Linked DNA regions of Triticum aestivum: region 2 is linked to region 1. Evidence: chromatin contacts called from public Hi-C data. All regions are on one chromosome and are shown on one strand. Each heading gives the region's core, a stretch centred on a gene start, on an enhancer-like site or on the middle of the called end of the contact. The rest is flanking DNA. Distances are from core to core; before and after follow the strand shown.

Region 1 (6,567 bases), core at 1,591-4,090:
TATAACAATACCAAACTACCTAAGAGATGTCTTGGTGCTTGGGTCTGTTCATCAAATATAATCCGATGTCTAGAGTAAGAGGTACTGGTAGAAATGTATACCCACAAGGCCACATATCTGAATCTAAGTAACCGAAGTAAACCTACATATTTCTATCACGGCATTACAGAAGAGCAAATTACAAAAAGCTGGCAGGCACAAACAAACGACCTTGCAAGTTGATGTGGTTACGCACGTTCTTGATTAGAAAGTACTACAATTTCTGGCAGCTTGAAGGAGCAAGTAGTAATGCGAGGACGTAGGTGGGGAATCAGAGCATAGATGTACTAGGAGAGGCTCAACAGAAATGCTCCAAGTGACTGTTTGACAAAGAATGGCAGTGTTGGACTTGGAGAGGTTACTAATTACCAACTTAATCTTGTTTACAATACACTCACACCAGAATGCCATTTCACATAACGGTTGCTGGTATCGTCGAGTGCAGATACCTGGTGGTACCTTTCAAGGATCAGGAAACATCTCTCTCCTAAATAAATACCTAGTTGAATAGGCAACCATTTAATCAGAAATTTCCAAAAGAAGAAGCAGAAATACGCTTCTCCTTCAAATACCTAGGTGAATAGTCTACCCGTTTTTTTTTTCTTTCACAAATTTCGAAAAAAAGAAATAGAAATAGGCTTCTCTGAAGGAGAAGGGGAGAAGTGATTCACTGTGAGCACCTGACAAAGGTAGTTATAAGGGTTATGAGTTAATAAACATGACAGAAACTACGGACCCATATGCCAACTGGAGTCCTTTCTCGTAGCTCTACATCATGCTTTAGCTCATGATTTTAGTTCCAAGGCATAAGTACAAACACAAGGCATATATCCTCGAATTAGAGGAAAATTAAGTAGCTGGCTAGACTCAGTCCTCGTATCATCCGGTACCATGTTAATATGCTATTTCTTCATGCCTAAAATTCTGAAATAATCTAGTCAGCAAGCGGAGAAGAATCAACAAGGACTGTTTGGTATTAAAGTTGTTACTTACCCAAACCAGTGCTCTTGTCTACTTTAGATTACAAACTACATAAAGAGGTCCGCTAGGCCCATATGATAAACATTGTACCAGAATTAGTACTGGCCAGCACAAGCCTAACATAACTAACTAGATTTCACAGCACGGCATAAAAATGCAAAAGTGGACCTAAATTATCTATCTGAGATCCAACCACGTATTGTTTGTAAGAAATAGTTGCCACTAGCTAAACCAAAAGGGCTTCATAAAGCGGCTATATTGATCTCTCATGCATTCCAAATATGCATTTCCATCTATGGATGAAGCAAAAGTCTTGATGAATATGATTTGAGAAAGCGGTTACTATTTTAAACATCATACAGGAGATGACATCAACAAAATCAGAGTCAGGTAGGTGAGTAACATTATATTATCAAGTTATCAACATCCATTGTGATTGCTTGTGCATGATTCTCATTAAATTGTTACAGGATTTAGTGCAACCTGTGTGAAGCAACAACATACCATGCTATTCTAAAAATAGATACTCATGAAAGCAGTCATGCCACTAGTCCCACATGTACACTTGCTATTCCAGAATCCCATCCTTCAATTTCACATTAATTAATTAGGTGATGACGACACCTGAATCTCAGCTAGAAATACGGTGCTCAATGTTCGGTAAAATTCACCAACTATTTCACGATTAATTTGTTTTGTCGGCTTGTCATACTACTAGGACATTTCTACATTCATTGCTTGACAACGTGGCTACGACCAAAGATTATTGTGCCCTGCACTAGTGCACTCACACATAGTTCACTCAACTCTCCAGCAATTTTACCACCAAAACAGACACATCCTCAGCATTAGAAATCTAACGAACTGTAACCAACTAACAGACTAACAGCTCAGCTAGAACATGCAAAACTGCATCAAACCGAAACATCCAAAACGACACCGTGAATGCGGCGCACGTCATCACCATTAACAGACTAACAGCTCAGCTAGAAATGCAGTGCTAAATATGCAATAGAATACTAGAATTCGCCAACTATTTCACAATTCATATGTTTTGTCGGCTTGTCATACTAAATACTAGGACATTTGTACATTCATTTCTCGACAACGTTGCAACGGCCAAAGATTTTTGTGCCAAGCTGTACTCACATGTAGTTCACTCAGCTCCCCAGCAATTTAACCACCAAAACACACACATCCTCAGCATTATAAGAACCTAACGAACCGTAACCGCCGACCAACTACGGCATACATTAATCAAACCGAAACATCCAAAACGACACGTGACCGGCGGCGCACGCTCGCAAGCATTAACAGCCTAACGAACTATAACCGACAACCATACGGCATCCGTTACATGGAATCTGAATCTGAACATCCAAAGCAACACTGTGGAAGAGGCACACACACACCATCAGCATTAACAACCTAACAGACTAGTATAGGCCATGACCAACTAGGGCATGCATGCATTGCATCAACCGCAGACATGGAAAGCAACACCGCGAGAGAGAGAGAGAGACATTACCGCCGTGCGTGCTGGCGCTGCTGGTGGAGGTGTCGACCTTGGAGCGCGGCTGCGGCGGGCAGTTGCCCATGGGCCAGAGGCGGATGCAGCAGCCAGTAGCGACGCCGGCGTCCTCCTCGCCGCCCTTCCGGGGCAGGCGGCGGCCTCGCCTGCTGCTGCGGCGGCACCATCCCCACCTCTCCCGCTCCTCCTCGCCAGAGCTCTCCCACCCGTCGAACTGGCCCAGCTCCGGCGGCGCGAGCCCCATGGGCTACCACCACCTCCTCCTCCTACCCCCCTCGCGAAAAGAGCCTCACGAAGATCCCGCCGCCACACCTCCAAATCGCGTCGAATCAGCTCGCTCCCCCGCACGAGCGCCGCCAGATCGGCCTCAGGGAGCAGCAAACACCCACGTCCCCCACACGCAACCGCCGAAACCCTGGCACCCCACGAAACCCAGCGCCTCCACCGAATCCCGTCAAATCACACCAATCTCCAAGCACCAGCGAGCCATCCGCCCCGAACCACCGCGTCTCCCCCGGCAGCACCCCCGCCTCCGGACCACCGCATGAGTCGCCCACCGCGCAGCCGAAGCAGGAGGCGCGGATCCCCCGGACGCGGCGGCACACCTTCTCGCTCCTCTCCGGCGGCGGCCTCCGCAGCAGGCAGCAGCTAGTCGGGGAGGGAGGGAGAGAGAGAGGGGGGAGTGGGGAATAATAATAAGCGAGAGAATAATGGATGGATTGCGCCGAGAGGGAGAGAGGGACAGGGCAGCGGAGGAAAAGCACAGATGTTCCTCGCGAGCTCGCCCCCTTTTTTTCTCCTTTCGCGAGCACGTGGCCGACGTGGACGGCTTTTCCAGCGTGCGCCGACGCGGCCGACGACGTGTGCGCCGACGTGGCCGGCGGCTCTGCGGAGTGGGACCGGGACGGACGGACGGACGGGTCTCTGCCCTGCCTGGCATTCCTTCCGAAACTGGTGGCAGCGCCATGATTGATTGGGACGGAGTGGTGGTTGCGTTTGGTTGAGCTGTTCCCTGCAAAGTTTCTTCTTAGCCGTCACGCAGAAGCGGCGACGTGATGACTAGTTTATGCATGCATGAATTTCTTCTTGCCATTTTCGGCTCTAAAGTGTAGTACAGTAGGCACGTACTTCTTTTTCTAAAAAAGTTTCAGATTTGTTATAAAGTTAATCAGCAATGCAAATGACCTTAAATATAATAAAAAATGACATCGACACCTCTAGACCACCGAACAACCACTACTGTTGTTAGATCAAGCCGCAGATGCTGCTACCCAATCGGAACCAGCTTGACCTTGTCGATGGCAACGTGCCTCTAAGGATTAACGCCCTGGAGCCGCAGTTGTTATGTCGGACTCTTGAATAGGACAAAAAACCACCACAATTGAGGACCCTAATTCAGGAAACCGCCGCCATTCAGTTTTTTTAGACCGCTAAATGCATGTTGATGCTTGATTTGACGGATAGGGCCCGCTGTCAGTGCTAACATGGCAAGAAGACTTGACATTTTTTAACGGGCCGTTAAACTGGGCGTAGGGCCCACCTGTCAACGTGCACGTACACTCTTCTCTCTCTGTTACATTCTCTCGAGCACCTTGTGTGCACTTGGCGGTCCGCGGTGGGCAGCGAGCATGGTGTGGAGCGGGAGGAGAAGGGCAAGCGCAGGGAGGATCTGGAGGTGGCGGTGCGCGGCTCGGTTTGCAGTCGGCTGTCCGGCACACGCGGCTTCCGCTGCCGCCGGCGAGCGCGGCGGAGCACGTGACGGGAACAGGAGTAGGGGAAGCGCGCGAGGAGGAGCTGGTGCACGGCTCAGTCCGCAGCGGTGGGGGCTCTGACGTCGTCGCCGGCGGTGCGTGCGTGCTCTGGTGCACGCCGGACATGGCGAAGCGCGGCGCGTGCACTGAAGGGTCGCTCGTGCACCACGTGCCCAACAACACTACCGCCGCGACTGGCCCTAGGTGCTTGCCGCCTCCTTCCTGCCGGGCGCCCTCGAGGCCATCTTCCCTGACGAGACAGTCGCCGTCGCGCCCACCGGCGTGGACAGCCTCCGCTTCGTCCACTGCGACGCGTCCCTCGACGTGGCCGCGGAGGGCAAGACCAGGAAGAACAGCCGCGGCTACAGCTACCTCCCCGGTCGGATGGCCCGCTCCTGGCGTTCTACGGCGTCATGTCGCTGGCGTTCGTCGCCCTCGCCGCGTTCTGGTTCCTGCTGTACGCCCGGTGTTGGTTCCTGCACGTGACGGGAGGAGGAGGGGAAGTGCACAGGGGGTGTTGAAGGTGGCGGCGCTGACCGCCGGCGCTGGAGGAGACGTGCCGGTGACGAGGGGATCTGGGGATCTGGCGAGCCAGATGCTGGCATGCGCTCGGAGGGTGCGAGCGCAGATCTGCGGACTGCTAGCGGGGCGGGAGCCGTGGGGAAGGAGAAAGATGTCCCCTGCGCGGTAGCTCACCGGCGAGGTACAAGGCGCGCTCTACGGCAGCGGCGCGCGTGCTGAGCTCTCCTGGCGGCGGTTGCGGGTAGAAGGAGCAAATGATGCGAACGTTTTTTTGCCAACATTCTAACGGCGCCGTCTCATTCCCGGACACATGGCACCTGACAGCGGGCCGCAGTCATCAGTTGTCCACTTAAACTGCTCTAATCAGTCAATTAGCGTTTTGTGAAAACTGTCAGCAGCACAATGATGACGGTTTTTTGAAAGAAAAAAAACGAATGGTGATGGTTTTTTGAATTAGGGTCTTCAATTATGGTGGTTTTTTGCCATTTACTCCTTGAATAGATTAAAACAAATGCCAACAAATCTCGTCGTTGCGCACACATAGCGAGAAAAACTTAACGCAGACAACAAGAATCTACACTGGAGCTTCATCTACTGTGTTTTGATGGACGAACTCGAGAAGGATCGAAGCTCGAAAGACAAACTCGAAAAGACAACTTATCATCCGCCCAAGCGCCCCACATGAGAGGATTAAAAAAACTAACTTAAACCGCTAGCCGGAGCAAAGGCACGGAGATTTATCTCTCCATCACCGGCTGCCGAAACTACTGGCAAGGAGGAAGCAAATCCACAAGACTCATCAACAAAGTTTGAAGAGAAGAGTTTGCCTGGTAGTCTGAAAACGCTCAAAGCAAAAGTCTCTGCTAGGCACGTACATTCGGCTCGAAATATTCTTGTTGACTGAGGTGGCATGTTCACGTGGACTCTCCTCCTTTCTCTCACGTGCACCGGCGGCCGGCAGCTGTACGTTTGACCAGCCGAGCCTCCTGAGACCAAGTCAACAACAGGAAACTCGAACCACGCTCACATGCATGTCACGAAAATGAAATGATCACCGTCAGAGCAAAGAACCAACACGTAATACTCCCTCCGTTCCTAAATACTCCCTCCGTCCAAAAATTCTTGTTTTAGATTTGTCTAAATACGGATGTATCAAGTCACGTTTTCGTATTAGATACATCCGTATCTAGACAAATCTAAGACAAGAATTTTGAGACGGAGGGAGTATAAGTCTTTTTAGAGATTCCACTATGGACTACATACGGAGCAAAATGAGTGAATCTACACTCTAAAATATGTCTATATACATTCGTATGTAGTTTGTAGTGCAATCTCTAAAAAGGCTTATATTTAGGAACGGAGGGAGTACTTGGTTCGAGGAGTACATAGTTAGTCATATATGATCGCACATGTCGCCTATGCTTACGCCATAAATCACGTTCTTTGATCAACTTATTATAGTGTTTCTTTTTGTGGGGAACTTATTATAGTGTTAAATATATGTCGCGTTTGTCGGTTAACTCTCCGTGTGCGTCTTCTTGCTCGTCTGCGTTTGTTTCATTCGTTATTACTATATAGGAGAACTCATCGTTGTTAAATACAAAATATTAACATCATGTCAAAGATATTTTTTGACACGATGTTAATATTTTGTAAAATCTGGATCACTCATAGTTTTACTCTACATTGTGCACACGGTTTTTAAATACAAACTTTGGTCGTTATTTTCTAGTACTAGTATAT
Region 2 (6,567 bases), core at 2,412-4,911, 520 kb before region 1:
ACTAAAAACGTGATGAGACATATTGTGTTAAAAGATCATTTTTTGTGTTCTCTCTCCTTACCTCATCATTTATCCTACGTGGCACTCCTAAGATAGTACCACCTTATCTCCTTTTTCAGTACTATTAAAATAGCGTACTCACTTTATACATCCAAATTTTGCTCAAAAAAAAACTTTATACATCCAAATGTGATTTTAAAGCAAAATATTAATCACGAATTTCTCTTAGTATTATATTAATATATTGTATCCATATCATATCTATATCTATATGTATACAAATATATAGACGAAACTGCTGACAGACGACACTAGCTGGCCGAAACCCACACGATGCAGGAATGAACGGTGTTGTCTGCTTTTGCTCTAACACATCAACGGCTTGATGTGTAGCATCGTCCGCAGATCGTCTGAATCTGTCGTCTGTATAGCAACGCTCTACGGCATATATAGAAGAAACCAATAGCCACAGCGTGTTCGCTGGAAGGGGGTGACATTTTATGAACCGCGTGACAATTTTTCAGAACAACATAGCAATTTCTTCAAGAAATGCATTTTTCTTTATAAAAATTGCCACCATTTTATCTCGAATCGCAAGTAAAACTGTCAAGAAAATATGTTCGTTTGTCAACCCCTCCCGGGATTGAAATCCTCTACTGTAGCGTGTTGTAGTGCGGATGACACATGGAATCGGGTCCACACGACAGTGACCATACTGCACGTTGCACTACAGCAGAGGATCCAAACCCCCCCTCCGGGGGAACGTTGGGCCGTTAGTTTTTTCGATATAAAAAGCCTCGAAGAGTCGATCCAATTAATTTCGGCCATCAAAGGATTGTCTCAATGGTCATCGTTCAACATGTTTAACATGCAGTTAATATCACACTACCAAGTAGTAACAACGATTTATGCTAATTACATTATTATAAGGTTTAATTGATATCCTATCCAATATAAGTGTGCAATTAAAATGTAATCGATATTCTACCGAATATAAACATGTAATTAATACGCAATTCATATCCTACCTATTATAAACATGTATTAATTTCCTCTCTAATATTAGCGGGCAATCTTTTACTACTAGTTTATTTTAAATATGCATATTTTGTTGGCCACTGCTAGGCGTCATCCAACTGACGCAGGGCAAACAATCAACCCCCTCGTGGGCCGTTGGATCAGGCGTTGTATGGCCATTGGATCACAACAGTCATCTTCATCTCAAGCAACTACTCCCGCATGCACCCCGCATCGCCAAAAGGAAAAAAGAAAACACCACGACTAGGAACGAAAAAGATAGCACTCTGCAACACTTTTTGTTGCCACCGTCGAGCTTCATCGTAGCACCGCTGCCACGCTTTGCAGCGCCAACACCGGCGCGGCCGGTGGTGCTCCATCGCAGCACTGGCAGCCCGTCGCAGCTCCGGCCATGCTCCATTGCAGCAGCGACAGCGGCACGAGGTGCTCCAACGCAGCACCGGCGGCCCGTCACAGCTCCGGCCATGCTCCATTACAGCAGTGACACCGGCACAAGCAGCACCGGCCGTCTGTCGCAGCTCCGGCCATGCTCCATTGCAACCACGAAACCGGCGTGACGGTGCTCCAACACAGCGTGGGCAGCCCGTCGTAGCTCCGGCAATGCTTTATTGTAGCCACGACACCGGTGCGGCGGTGCTCCATCGCAGCTTCGGCAATGCGGTTTTTTGTCGAAAAAGACCACCTGCCGAACAGAAGTGCTAGAAAATACCCCTTCTAAGACAAATTGACAAAAATGACCCCTTGAGCCGTGGCGGCAGACGCGCCAGGCGACACGTGGCACATGCCGCCACGGGTCGAGGCGGCAGGCTGCAAATAACAGGAATCGATGAGCCGCGACGGAACGGGCTGGCGTGGTGGGCCCAGCCGCCTCACTGGCTGGCGGCAGCACTGTACATGGTGGGCCCGGCCGCCTCGCGCCCAGGCGGCAGGCTGTGCACTGCACCAGAATCGTCCAGGCGCCAGGCGGCATGTACGTCCCTGCACATTATTAATTGATCCCATGCAAAAGAAAAAAAAAGGTTACTATTGGTCAGCATTTGACTAGCTTGCTCGGGTCAAGATTAATAGCTCCGTGCACTGAAGTTTGTGTGAAAGCTGGCTTGTCTGAGTCTTGACTAGCTTGCTCGATCGGGTCAAGGTTCAATAGCTCCGTGAGTCTTGACTAGGTTCAGTAGCTCCGTGCACTATGCTTGCCGTGCAATACGCTGAGGCCGGCTGGCGCGCAGCAGTGCACAGCCTGCCGCTTGGGCGCGAGGCGGCAGGGCCCACCACGTACAGTGCTGCCGCCAGCCAGTGAGGCGGCTGGGCCCACCGGCGGCAGGGGCTGCCGCCTCGCCCCTGGCGGCATGTGCCACGTGTGGCCTGGCGCGCCTGCCGCCACGGTCGAGGGGTCTTTTTGGGCAATCTGTCTAAGGGGATCTTTTCTAGCAATTTTGTTCGATAGGTGGTCTTTTTAGACAAAAATTCCGGCAACGCTGCATAGCAACACCGACATCTTCAACGAGCGTTGCATCACAACACCCGATGCCCCTTGCAGTGGCGCGAGTACTGCATCACAGCGCTGGCAGGACCGACGAGGGCGGCGTCGCCGGCAGCAACCGCGGACCACCGCATCACAGCGCTAGCCGGACCGACGAGGGCGGCGTCGCCGGCAGCAACCGCGGACCACCGCGTCGCAGCGCTGACTTCATCGATGAACAATGCAACGCAGCACCGGTCGTGTGGAGCTTGGGCAACACCGTGTTGGAGCTTGGGAGCCACCAGCCCACCACATTGCATCGCCGCAGCTATCGACGATCACCGCATCATAGCGCCGGCATCACCGACGAGCGCTGCAATGCAGCACCGGTCGCATGGAGCTTGGGAGGCAGCAGGGTAGCGGAGCTTAGAGCGTGTCCATGACCATGATAGAGAGAGCTGTAGGAGAGAGAGAGGTGCGGAGCAGAACAGAAGGGGATCGAGTTTGATGAAAAAATCAGTGGATCTCGTGACGCTAGAGATGAGGGGATAAGGCTGGGCAGTGGGAGGGCCCAGCGGGACGCGTGTCGTGCGGAGAGGGCGGTTTAGACGAGCCCGTAATCAGCCGGCTGAAAAGAATAGATTTCCTATTTTGTTCCAGGTAAGCCAATATGTAGCCGTTTCCCTATATATACATCTAGCCGTTTCAGGCCCAGACGGAGGCAACGGGGATACAGATAGACTCCGGTTGGACTTACCTAGCCGGCTACCCACCACGTGAAGCTTCCTCCTATCAGTTTCAACTAGCTCTCTCAAAAATGAAATGGACCACTACAACACCATCCTGCAACGCATGCAGCAGAATAGTAAAATTTGTAATCTCGCGGGCAGGGGATCGATACCGCACCTCGCCGTGTGTCGCCATCTTCATGCCGCCGCCGGCGGCCGCTGCTGCGTCGACGAAGAGGAGCGCCACCACCACGAGCAGCACGGCGCCGGCGCCGGCGCGGGGTGGAGCCATGGAAACAACGGACGACGCGCGCTCCCGGGCGTTGTCGATGGCAGGCAGCTGTGAGCCTTCCTGCCGGCCTACCACTAGTGAGCGGGCGGGGCCTTCCTGCCGGCCTACCACTACTGAGCGAGCGAGCGAGCGAGGGGGTGGGGAGGAGCACCGGTGGCTGCCGCTGTATAAATATGGAGCGGAGACAGCGGGGGTGGGTTGACTCAGCTGAGCCGGCCGATCTTTGGTAACCCAATAAATTGTACTAATAAATTCACAACCCAGAAGCAAATAAATAGTATCAATCAATATCTTACATATGTACTTGATAAGTATCAATCAATATCTAATATATTTGGTAACCTGATAAATCTCTTATATTTGGTAACCAAATATTAATTGGACACATACCTATTTTATCAGTTTAAGGTACACTACCACAGTCACTGCAAAAAACCGTCTTATATTAAGGGACGAAGAGAGCTGGAAAATCTTTACTTTAAACCAAACACAATCTTATTTTATGTATTTGCTTTGCATCAAGAGTTGCCCCGTATATTCCATCGGCTCGGCTTTATAACCACCCACGTGAAGTCTCCTCGTACATTCAGTTTACCAAAAAGGATACATCAAGGAGGCTTGTTCTAATGACACTGAGATTGGAGCTTTGCCAAAATTTTCTTTGTTTTGCCTGAATTTCCTTTTAATGGATATGCTACCTAGTTCCTCCTTGACATTATCATTCTTCATACAACCCGTTTGCACCATATGCATAACAATCAATGATTTGGCTACAAACTGGCATCAGCTGACTCACTACCACCACCACTACAAATGTACAACCAAATATCATCTCAAACCACAGTTTCCACACATGATAAGGCACAAATGCATTCTTATTGCCAACAACAACTGTAACCTAGCACTCTAGCTGCAGCACGTCAGGGCTTGGCCAGGAGCTCGCGCACCGTCTGTGAAAGCCCGGGCTCGCTCCTGATGCCCTCGGCCCATCTCGCACTGATCCGCACGGTTTCAAGGCTCTGCTTCAGCGTCCTCTCGAATCCGGGCTTTGTGCGCGTTGCAAAGAACTTGGAGATCTCTGCCGCCTTCTCGTTGGAGGTGAACTGACAAGAAACAAGGAAGTCCACATTAGCTATGGCCTCATGGAAATAATACCTGCAAAACTGGGGAATATGATCACGGAAATATGGCAATAGAACTGTGATTAAATGTACCAATGGAACAATGTTTTTAACAAAATTCGCCGCCAAGCTCCCGGAAAACGTCCTTGAGATGCGCTCCCAGTTTTCCTGCAGACAGACAGTACGGGACAAATGTTAGCACCATGTTTTCAAATGTTTCAGTCTGCTAGCACTAATATGAACCATCAGTCATCTCCTAAGGTGTCAGATGAAGGAACCGCAAAAAATAGATGGTGGGGTGCCGCAGCCTCAAATTCACTCTACTTAAAATACATTCACAAGGGAAATCCATATAAAGAGATCACGATCCCGAAATAAATTCACAAACATAGTTCAGCTGTTTGCAAATATGCCACTTGACTTGAATTCTTGTTGACAAAAACAGATGAACCTTGGGTCCTCTTTGTAATGCAGAAGTCTCAATGAAGTTGGTAGAAAAAGAAACATCTCATGATTGGATATTCCAATTTGTTTAGAATACCTACAAGAATCTGATGTTCCAGACAGGACCCAGAAATAACGACTTTTACGCATCAACAACACGTCAACACACATAGATAAAAGGGTCCTCATTGTTAAAAGAGATCGTACCTTCAACCAGTTCCACGAAATTTCACGTGCCTCTGGTTGAATACCTCTAAGGAGAATATATGCATCTTGATTGCGAACCTGACAAGCAAGAGAGGCATATGAGACCTGAGTACAGCTTGCAACTTGACACAAGGAAGCTCATAGAGACCTTCGACTATAATTGTGGAAGAAAGTAATGATATTTGCATTTACCTCATTAGTGAAAATTAAATTCAGTGATTCAAGGACAATACCCTTATCCCGGCAAGAAGATAATATGCCTTGAAACAATAAGAAAATGCTTTTAGAACAACCAAAAACATGGGCAAGCTTTGCTAGTTTAACATGGTCAAAGGGCTACACACCTAGGACTTGTAATCTTTCCTCCCCTTCAGCTGACTCCTTGTAGATTTTTCGGAGAGCATCATAACCGGATCTGTTTGAACTACTAACATTCTGCATCACAGCAAGGTATGCGGCCTGCAGAACAGCGCAAGTTACAAATGGAAGAAGTAATCATAGGAGTACCACGTGAAGTGATAGCAAAAGGTAGGACCTTTCTAGTATCCGGAGGAAGAAGAGAAGTGCCGCGATCACGTGTGAAGATGTTAAAGCGCCTAACTCCTTCATTAATGGTCTTACCATGTCCAAGTTGGACAAGTGCAGTCAACAGCAGTGGTCTAAGCATTACATCCAGGTGGCTTTCACCCTTCTTGGGGTCCCAGCCTAACTTTCTGAAAGACAAGTGTGACATAGTCAAAAGGAAGAAACATAGGAAAATGTAGCAAATATACAGTAATAACATGAAAGAATCATGCGATTGTCATGCATCGGCCACAAAAGAAGGAATGTTCAAGCAACATGAGAAGTTAGGAAGAAGATTAATGACATATTATGTTTCCTTTTCCTTTTTGTGAAACAAAAGAGATGATCTATTGTGAGTGTAACACATTAAGAAACTCATAGCAGTTATGGTGGGGGCATACTCTGCAGGTGACAAAAGAATCTTGATCAAAAGTTGTTTGATGTCACCAGCCAAGGCAGGAGTAGCATCAGCAGATACTTTAGCTATACTTGTGGTTACCTGCCAATCCAAAGTAAAAGATATAGGCGATTTATCTTCATGAACAATTGAACACGATAGAATCAACTGGACCTACAGGATTTACGTACAGTGTTTATGTGTGAAAGAACACTATAATCAGCTTCCCCACGATAACCGTAGAGTAAACGTAGCAACGACGCAAATGTTTGCTGGCGGGCAATAGAAAGCGCATATAAGTCATCCACAGTGCCTGC

Evidence for each region. Hi-C and Micro-C count contacts between places; a contact is called where the count stands out from the background.
Region 2: a Hi-C map of leaf shows a contact between it and region 1, with 5 times the contacts expected there. The contact joins the promoter of LOC123121346 here to the promoter of LOC123121337 in region 1. A contact is called at or near these places in 3 of 5 Hi-C or Micro-C datasets (all in leaf).

The regions. Positions count from the first base shown.
Region 1 is chr5D:302,208,621-302,215,187 of IWGSC CS RefSeq v2.1, reverse strand. It overlaps LOC123121337 (serine/threonine-protein kinase PBL34), which reads right to left and starts at 2,840. Exons shown (of 6, transcript XM_044541282.1): 1 at 2,549-2,840. The coding sequence starts at 2,795.
Region 2 is chr5D:302,729,326-302,735,892 of IWGSC CS RefSeq v2.1, reverse strand. It overlaps LOC123121346 (aminopeptidase M1-C), which reads right to left and starts at 3,661. Exons shown (of 20, transcript XM_044541299.1): 1 at 3,404-3,661. The coding sequence starts at 3,517. LOC123121345 (aminopeptidase M1-C) reads right to left here. Exons shown (of 20, transcript XM_044541298.1): 13 at 6,442-6,563; 14 at 6,255-6,352; 15 at 5,825-6,002; 16 at 5,634-5,748; 17 at 5,482-5,549; 18 at 5,290-5,367; 19 at 4,732-4,806; 20 at 4,070-4,620. The coding sequence ends at 4,438.